Linked DNA regions of Zea mays: region 1 is linked to region 2. A link is a contact called in public Hi-C data. All regions are on one chromosome and are shown on one strand. Each heading gives the region's core, a stretch centred on a gene start, on an enhancer-like site or on the middle of the called end of the contact. The rest is flanking DNA. Distances are from core to core; before and after follow the strand shown. Region 1 holds the start of LOC100381336 (ELMO domain-containing protein 2). Region 2 holds the start of LOC100193614 (glutamic dehydrogenase2).

Evidence for each region. Hi-C and Micro-C count contacts between places; a contact is called where the count stands out from the background.
Region 1: a contact with region 2 is called in a Hi-C map of leaf, with 4 times the contacts expected there. The contact joins the promoter of LOC100381336 here to the promoter of LOC100193614 in region 2. A contact is called at or near these places in 4 of 25 Hi-C or Micro-C datasets (leaf and tassel) and 1 of 3 datasets of contacts at active chromatin or transcription factors (leaf).

The regions. Positions count from the first base shown.
Region 1 is chr10:136,952,582-136,956,732 of Zm-B73-REFERENCE-NAM-5.0, reverse strand. It overlaps LOC100381336 (ELMO domain-containing protein 2), which reads left to right and starts at 1,677. Exons shown (of 9, transcript NM_001174204.2): 1 at 1,677-2,020; 2 at 2,130-2,239; 3 at 2,907-2,975; 4 at 3,468-3,583; 5 at 3,676-3,730; 6 at 4,134-4,151. The coding sequence starts at 1,936.
Region 2 is chr10:136,649,433-136,653,905 of Zm-B73-REFERENCE-NAM-5.0, reverse strand. LOC100193614 (glutamic dehydrogenase2) reads right to left here and starts at 1,771. Exons shown (of 9, transcript NM_001138715.1): 1 at 1,042-1,771; 2 at 837-950. The coding sequence starts at 1,149.

The DNA of each region.
Region 1 (4,151 bases), core at 428-2,927, 300 kb before region 2:
TTAATAATGCACTTTCTAATCCCAAAATGATAATGAATATTCTTATCATCTAAACATGATACTAAAATCAAATTCCTTCTCATGGAAGGCGCAAATAGAACATCACTCAATTAGATAATGAAACTACCATCTAATTCTAATGCAACGTGTGTAATGGCTTCAATGTTAACTTCAAGCTCGTTAGCAATTCTAATATTTTTTTTCTCCTCTTTGAATGATCTCTGTATGGAATCTCTACATAGTATTGGTGACATGAACAACCACACTATAATCAATCTACTAAGTATTAGTTGGCAAAATCTAAACACAAAGGTTTATCTATAAATATAACTTTATCCATACTATTCTTGTTTAGCCACTTTAGAACAGGTCCTTCATATGATGCCCTTTTGTTCTAGGCGATAACATCTGCATGTGTCATCATCCATCTCTCTAGGATGGGATGCAGAAAATGATCTTTCTTCACTAAAACTTGCTTCCTTGTTATGTGACTTTGTGAATGGCCTTTCCCCATTTGAACATGTTCTTGTTTGGTGAAACATGAATTTCTTACCCTAATAATTCTCTTGATTGGGGTAGCCCTAATTCTTGAAGTGAGTCAAAAGGGTTCTTAGGGTATTGCTTCTTCTAGAGTGATTGCTTAATGAGATTTACATTGTCACCCTTCATAGCCTTAAATATGTCCTCTTGTTGGGTATAATAAGCTTCTTAATTGACCACTTTTGAGGACTCATGTTGTAATTCACTACAAAAGTCTCAAACTCTTTAGATAGTGAGACTAATATTAAGTGGACAACAAAGCTTTCTTCAATCCCATATAGAAGGACATACGTTTATTTGCAAAATTGGTCATCTTAAATATGTGCTCTCTTATGCCATAGTCATCATGCTTATATCACTTTCGAGGTTAGAGGAGGATGCCATATATAGAGGAGGCCCCGACGGTCGGTGTAAGTCGGGTGTAGCGGTGGCAGTGGTGCTTTTCCTCACTAACTGTGTAGGATCAGACCAGATATACATGCAGGGATGAGAAGGTATCGTCGTATCGATACATATCGGTTCGTGTACTCGTCTATGCCCTTTTAATGTACGCTATAGGCTACTTTGGGAACTCCGAATCCTCTTCGGGATTGGAGGAGATTGAGGTGGAAATGAACTAATTTCCTCTCGAATCCCCTTCAATCCCGAACGGGATTTGAGTTTTCAAACTAGCCCTATATAAAAGAGGGTCGAATAAGACCTTTTTACTGTACGTAGTGTGAAAGATAACATAACTGATAAAGTTGTACATCAACCCAACATACATCTGATCTGGATATTCGCCCATTTGGTGAAAAGGTTGATGGCCTTGATCTGTCTTTGACATATTCTATTCGTCTTTGATAAACTGATTTGTCTCTTAACATCATATTCATCAGTGAAATTCAGATCTCGCTCCTGTCCTGTCTTAGGGTTAAACACGGCATAGCAACCTGAACTAAAGACATTCATCTGATACGCCCACGGCCCATCTTTCAGCATCCACCTTGCTTGAAAGGCTCTGGGAGACTGGCACTGCCTAGGAAGGGAACGTTGCTTTCTACGCCAAAAACGTCCTCGGCTTCTCAAACTGACACCGACGCAACGCAACTGCAATAATTCGCGGGGACGGAAGCCAGGCCAAACTAGAGAAGCGCCAAGTTGCCAGCCAAACGAACAAAGCTAAAACAGGGCGGGGGCGTCCCTTCGTGGGGACAGCCCTCGTGGTCGATCCGCCCGTGGGATCTCGCGCACGCCAGGATTGGAGAGCTGCGGCCTCCCTCCGCCCCAACCAGCCATGGGTTCCCGCGTTGATTGCGGCGCTTAGACGCGGAGGAGGAGAGAGACACGGGGAGGGGGGGAGGCCGAGGCCTAGGAGGCGTAGCGCTGTGCAGGGCGCGAGCGCGTTCGTTCGGCATGGAACAGAACGCCGGCTCGTTCCTCGCCGTGCGTCGCCTCTCCGGTGGCGCCATCCACCACCATCGTCACCACTCTTCCCCGGGTACGTGCGCGGCGCCGTCGTTTGGTTGGTTACGCTGTTTGCCTTCGTGCGTGCAGAGGCTCACGGCGGTTATGGTTTTTTTTCTCCTCCCTTTCTCGTGCGCCCGCAGCTGAGGTCGTGGGCGTGTCCACTGCGTGGCTCGGTAAGGGGCTTTCATGCGTCTGCGCGCAGAGGAGGGAGAGCGACGTGCGCCTGTCCTTCGATTTGAGTCCCATTCAGGTGGAAAGCTCGCTCTCGTTCCGTCCTTTGTTGCTTATATGTCTTCGACACAGGGCGTTAGCAAATAGCAACCGAGATATAACCCTGTGGCATGTGATCATTCTGAAATATGAATGATGAAACCTCCCCTGAAAGTTTTAAATGTGAACTGGCAATATTGTCATGGCAACGTACAGGAAAACTGTTTTGAGCGTACGTGATAGAAGCGATTGTGGAAGCTGTACTGTCTTAAGCCTAATGCATGTTTAGTATTGTGATTCACCACTTCAGCAGGAAAACTGTGTCAATTTGTGTGTTGTCTAATTCATAGGACGATGAAAAATTCTTGTTCTCGTTTTGTTTCACAATTTAGTAGCCTATATGTCGACGCAGGGGTTAGAGACATTTCCTTTGTTCCTTGTGGATTGATTTCTGAGAAAAGAAATTGAGATATTAAATCGTATAAAGAGCAATTTGGATGTAAACGTATAGAGAAATTTTCATTACTTATTTTGCGATAATGGAAACATGAAGCAGTGTAGTGTCATGTCATTGTAGCATTAGTGGTTATGACACTGGGTATGTTTCTGCGATTAACATTGTGTGCCATTGCCTCCATTATTTATTAAAATTCATGGGGGCAATGAAAGTTCCTACATGAACATTTATGGTTTATTCTCTGTTCCAGGAAGAGTGCTTGAATAGGTTGCAGAACCGGATAGAGGTGCAGTATGATGGTTCAAATCTGGAGCATCAGGTACTAGCGTTAGCTGATATCACCACCTTGTTAACATTAGCATGCAACATCATACTTGAAATGCACATTTGTTCTTTGTTACTGTTGTGCTGTGATGAACTTTGGATTTTTCAAATTCAAGATGACTCTGGTGTGCTATAACATGTGTCGGTATACTTAACAGTACCGTTGCATGTACATGCTTGGGTTCAGGGAGAGGGCACTTGCATATTTCAATCCATCATTTTAACAGAGCACAACCTATTATTTTTAAAGGAGGGTATAACTCCTCAAATTAATTAGCCAATTGGTACAAATGTACAACAGTCATACGCTTTGCTTATGAATTCTTACCATTGTCAGTAATAATATGATCTGGTGCTACTGAGCCCTAAGAAATTAAAATATCTGAAATAATTTCAGCTTCATATGGGAATCTAGAGCATGTGCTTCCATCTCCTCCTCCTGAGTTCTATCTATTTTGGGTTATTTACTGTCACATATATCCATCAGAAAGCACTGGAAGCCCTTTGGCGTTCTTCTTTTCCTGGAACTGAACTTCTAGGGTTAGTATCAGACCAGTGGAAGGAGATGGGATGGCAAGGGAAAGATCCATCTACAGATTTCAGGTCTTTCATCCCTTCTTCATTCCAACATTTGCAGTTTAGCATTCATTTGATATATTTTGGACGTGTAATAATATTTTCTCTTGAACATACAGGGGCGGTGGTTTTATATCTTTGGAGAATTTACTGTATTTCTCTAGGAACTATCCAGTGAGTACAAATTACTTGACTCAACTGCTTGCTGTCATTCATCGCAAAAATTCTGTAATGCTGGATTGTGCCTCTGATGTGGCGTTAATTGATATTCATTGAGCTCGAATTTGAAAGGATACAAGGGACTTATAGTATACGTGCGCCTTGGATTTTTTACTGAAACTTTCTCCATACCCCTTGTGGTAATTGAACAGCCAATGATCCATTGATGATTTCATTAAGTAGATAAATGATCAATAGTTCATCTTGTAGACCCTTAAAAGGTCTAAGATTTATTCAGCTATGGTGCACTATATAATCAGGAAAAAAACAAATGAAAATCCAGTTACTACCACTACATTGAACTGAACCTTTTCAAATTGGGCCACTAATTCAGCTCATTGAGCCTCTTTTTCTGCAGAAATCCTTCCAGGAGCTC
Region 2 (4,473 bases), core at 522-3,021:
ATGAGTCAATGACATGTGGGGTCCATGGTATATATCTAAAGTTTGGATCTTTTAATGGTATAGATCCAATTGTTCCTTAAAAAGTAAGGAACTTGTCAAAAGTGCAACGCTGGATTTTCTATTAAAAACACAACCGATCACAATTTACAACAGTTGCTTATACACAGGTAGTTGAAACAAGCAGCAGGTATAAATTCAGCTGACTGTAGATGGTTAAAAAAAATCTGGAAATAGATAATTAGATATATCATAACAAGACATCCAGTACAGATTTTGGATAGGTTTTCACAGGTTGAACTAGCATTAGCCTTTAAGGAAGTATAAAGTTTTGGACATTCGCAAAAGGCCATTAGAAGATTGGTTGAAGAAAATTTTACTACACATTAAGTTGTTGCTTTTTTTATAGAAGTAAACCTGACTTTTATAGAAAGCTTAGAACGTTACAGTGTCAACAACTGCTGGGGAAAAAGACTACAGATTGAGCTGTTCTATGGGATATGTAACGTGTTGCCATCATAAAAAGTGATGTGAGCCGCAAATGTTTTTTTTCATTTTCTGAGGGGTCAATGTGAGAGGGAGCCGGCAAAAAAGTTTAATGTCCCGTTCTATCACAATGGCAGGAGGGAGAAATAGTGGGGGAGCTTTACAAAATGACAAGCGATGATTTAGACAGCCACAGGGGACTTGTTTAGTTTACCAACTCGAAAAGAAACAAACAGTGGCCCTGCTAAAGAGAAAAAGTGACCACAGCCAAAACATGCCTGCTTTACAATTGCTGCATTATTTGTATTTCTGGAAGAGCACACACAATAGACAGAACAGAATCGATCCCTCACCTCATTGTGATAGCGGATGCCGCCTTTCATCGGCCCGCGGGCGTTATCATGCTGCACGCGGAACCCCACGAACGTCGCCAAGCTGCCGTCGTCTTTGGGGATGGTGCATTCCACCTGTGGGGAAACCCATGAGCAAACAATTCGACCAGCACGAACGATTAATAGAGAGACGCCACAAGCAACACGGCGCCGGGGGGACCCCCACCTTGATCTCCCGGAACGGGATGAGCAGGCTCTGCTCGAGCTTGGAGTCGAGGCCGAGCAGCTTCGATGCCCGCCGGAAGTTGCGGGTGGTGGCGGCGAGCGCGTTCATCGCGGCGGCAACTTTTTCCAAGAAGAAGGTACTAGGATCACGAGGACGTGTTGTGGGTTGTGGCCGCGAAAAGGAGCCGCCTTCCCAGCACCGCGGCGGCGCCGACAGAAACAAGAAGCGCGCGCGCGCGCGCGACGACGACGACGAGAGCGAGATCCGGGCGACCTAAAAAGGGCAGGAGGCGAGGCTGGGACGAAGAAAGAAGGCGGCGCGTTTCGTCCGAGGATCGAGGAGGCAGGCCCGGCCGGGAGGGATGGAGATCGGGAGTGAACCGCCGGGATGTATTAATAGCGAGGGATCGAGAGAGAGGGGAGGTGGAGGCGGGGGCGGAGCTGGAATCAGACTGGAGGATAAGATCGACGCGCGGCGCGGGGCTGAATTCCGACTCGTGGTGAGGGGGGAGTAGAGTAAAATAGCTGGCTTCACGATCTGGGACTCCTGACCTGGGGGAAGGAGGAGAGGGAAGGAGTTCGCAAGTCAGACTGACATGTGCTCTCTCTCCGATGTTGGAGTGGGACTGGAACTTCGATTGGAGACAGCCGTACGTCTTCTTGATGACCAAACGGGATTCGCTAGTGGTGGTGCGCGCTGATGCCGGATAGGGAAGGGAGATCGAATTCAATTAGGAAAAGTTGTGGGAGAGGCCGCCACCGCGCCGAGGGAGAGTTCTTCCTCCTACGCGCCGAGTCGCCCGCCCATCCCATGGCTGGCTTGTCTCTCCTGCCTCCTTTTCCGTCCACTTACCAAAAAAAAAATCGCCTTTTGCGTGTGGGTCCCGTTTGACAGTGAAGATATTATTTCAGGGCTGGGCCGGGCCGGGCCGGACCGGCTGGCTGCCGGTGCGTCTGTGCGTGTCGAATGCCGTGTTCGAACTTTTTGGTGCTCTTTTTCGTTCGGGTGATCTCACCGAACAGAACTGAAAACGTCAAGTGTGAGTGCTTTTATTTTTATTTCTTGTCGTCGTTGCGTCGCTGGATTCTCTGCAGCCTTTGCCCGTGCAGCCAAGCATCGCCCTGACAAGGCAGGTAATGTCCAAACCTGAGCTTTGCATCGTCCTGTCATATCCACGTTGTCTTTTCAGGCTCTGTTTCAACCGTACTCCTTGCGGACGCTTGAGGTACGTAGGCATCTTGATTGCCAGACGTCCGGATGATCGTTGGCGTTGGCGCCGACCGCCATAAAGGCGAAGGAGCGCACTCGGCGCTGTGCCGTAGTGGCATCTGATCTGAGGGCTGAGGCAGGCAACAACTTCCTCGTTCACGGAGGCGCCTCCCCAGGAAAACGGCTGCCCAAATGCTTCACGGTTGCGCTTGGCCCTTGGGCATGGGAGGAGCCCGGTGGGCGGTGGCCGGTGGCGTACAGCGTACTGGCGTCTCGCCATGCCATTTGCCATTGGCACATAACATAACGGATGGTATCCATTAAAAAAGATGGGTCAGATCCGTACATCCGCTACCCGCTAGGACTCAGGAGCGGCGTATCGCACCGGCCGGCCGCCGCGTCCGCGCTGACTCGGATAAGCGCGTCCGCCTCGCCGCGTCGGCGTCATCTAGTGCTGCTCACATCCTCATCTCGAATTCTCTCAGCCAAGCCCTCGTGTCAATGGGTGGAAGGATAATCCTATTCTACTCAAGTCATCGCCACTACTCGCCAGTTCATCGCAAGGCGTGTGTGCCCACGCACGAACCCAAATCAGGTCCACCGTATCGCACACGACCTACACGTCGGCTTTAAGAGAATTCTTTTAGTACTAACAGCTAGCCTTTGCGTCAAGAGCCAACAGCTAGCCTTTGCGTCAAGGTTGACCCATCCGAATCGGAACACCACCAATCTCAAGGGAATTCCCGTGTTAAATTTGGCAGGTAGAGAGTGAGTGATGTCGCCCTGTCGAAGATCAGGTACAGTCATGCAAGAGTAAAAGGCTGTCTAGAAACTACATTATTCCCCAGCTCCCCACCATAAGGAAACGCTGAGGGCGCTGTGCTGCTAACAAATAAATGCTACAGATTGTTGGTCAACAGCCAAGGTAAAGTTTGAAAGAATTGCAAAAGAATACTTTCCCACTGCCAGTTATGGTTGGATTTTTCTGTACTTCTAGTCTGTTGTTCAAGCAGCAACGCCAACGCTTAACATCCGTGAGCTGAAAGAGGCGACTGTGTTTGTTTGCACCAGGTCTTGCATTGCTGACGGCCTGAACAGAACAACTGACACTCCAGCCTTTTGGTGGCAAGGAGCAGCTGTGCGTGCCTCGAGCAAATCGAGGAAAGGTGCTGGCCCAGATGAAACTGAAGGAGGAGCAAATAGAGAGAGACTTATACCATTGACCCCATCTTCTAGTGCCTACATATACAAGTAGCATGGCTTAGCATACAGACAGTAGCTTTCTCTGTAGAGGGTGTATCTAAGAACCAGCTGGTCGACTGCAGCAATCACATCTCACGTGTACCCAGACCACCAAAGGGATAGGCAGATTTGTGGACTGCAAGACTCAAAGCGCAATCAACAGAGCGTGAGATTAAATACACTGCTGTCTGCTTCCCCTCTTGGCTTCCAAGTTTCAACATCTGAAATGATGAAAGGGGGTTGTTCTTTCAGTCCAACTCACCGAAAACTCGACCTGCCTGTGGGCAGAGGCGAAGCTAGCACAAAAATAAAGGTGGTACACTACTCAAGGAACTTGTAAATTTTCTTGTGATATATAATAAATATTACTCAATTTACAAAGAAATTCTTGATACACCCTGGTGCCCGTGCACCAGACAAGTACTACTGGCGTCGCCCCTGTTTGTGGCCTAAAATTCGCTTCCACATAGGACCGGAGGAGTACTAACTACTAACCAATTCAGTTAAATAAAAAAAATAACAACCTCACTCGGGACCTGAGCCGTTCTTACCCTCTCTTCCTGCTTCCCTCTAGCTAGGAGGGACGAAGTCGGATTGCATTTGTTTTACTAGATGGGGATTGAGATATTGGGAGTAGAAACTGATCTCAAAGTGAGTAAACGTATTCCATGCACAATTTCAATTGAAATTAATGTGTTCCAGGAATAAAATGGATGTACACTTTACATTGCAACAGGAGTTACATATTAAATCACCTCAAGGTTCCATTCAACATTCATTTACGCAAAGGCGATCAGCGGTCTAATAATAAACACTTGAAACTTGAGTATTAATTTATGTAAACTTGATCAGCGATCTAATAATAAAACGCTTGTTGAACTTTAGCACTCATTTATGAGAAGTTGATCATCCATTTATCATAGTAAGAGAATCTAGCCATTCAGCGATGGCCGTTGGGTTCAGAATTATGAAGAGGATGTG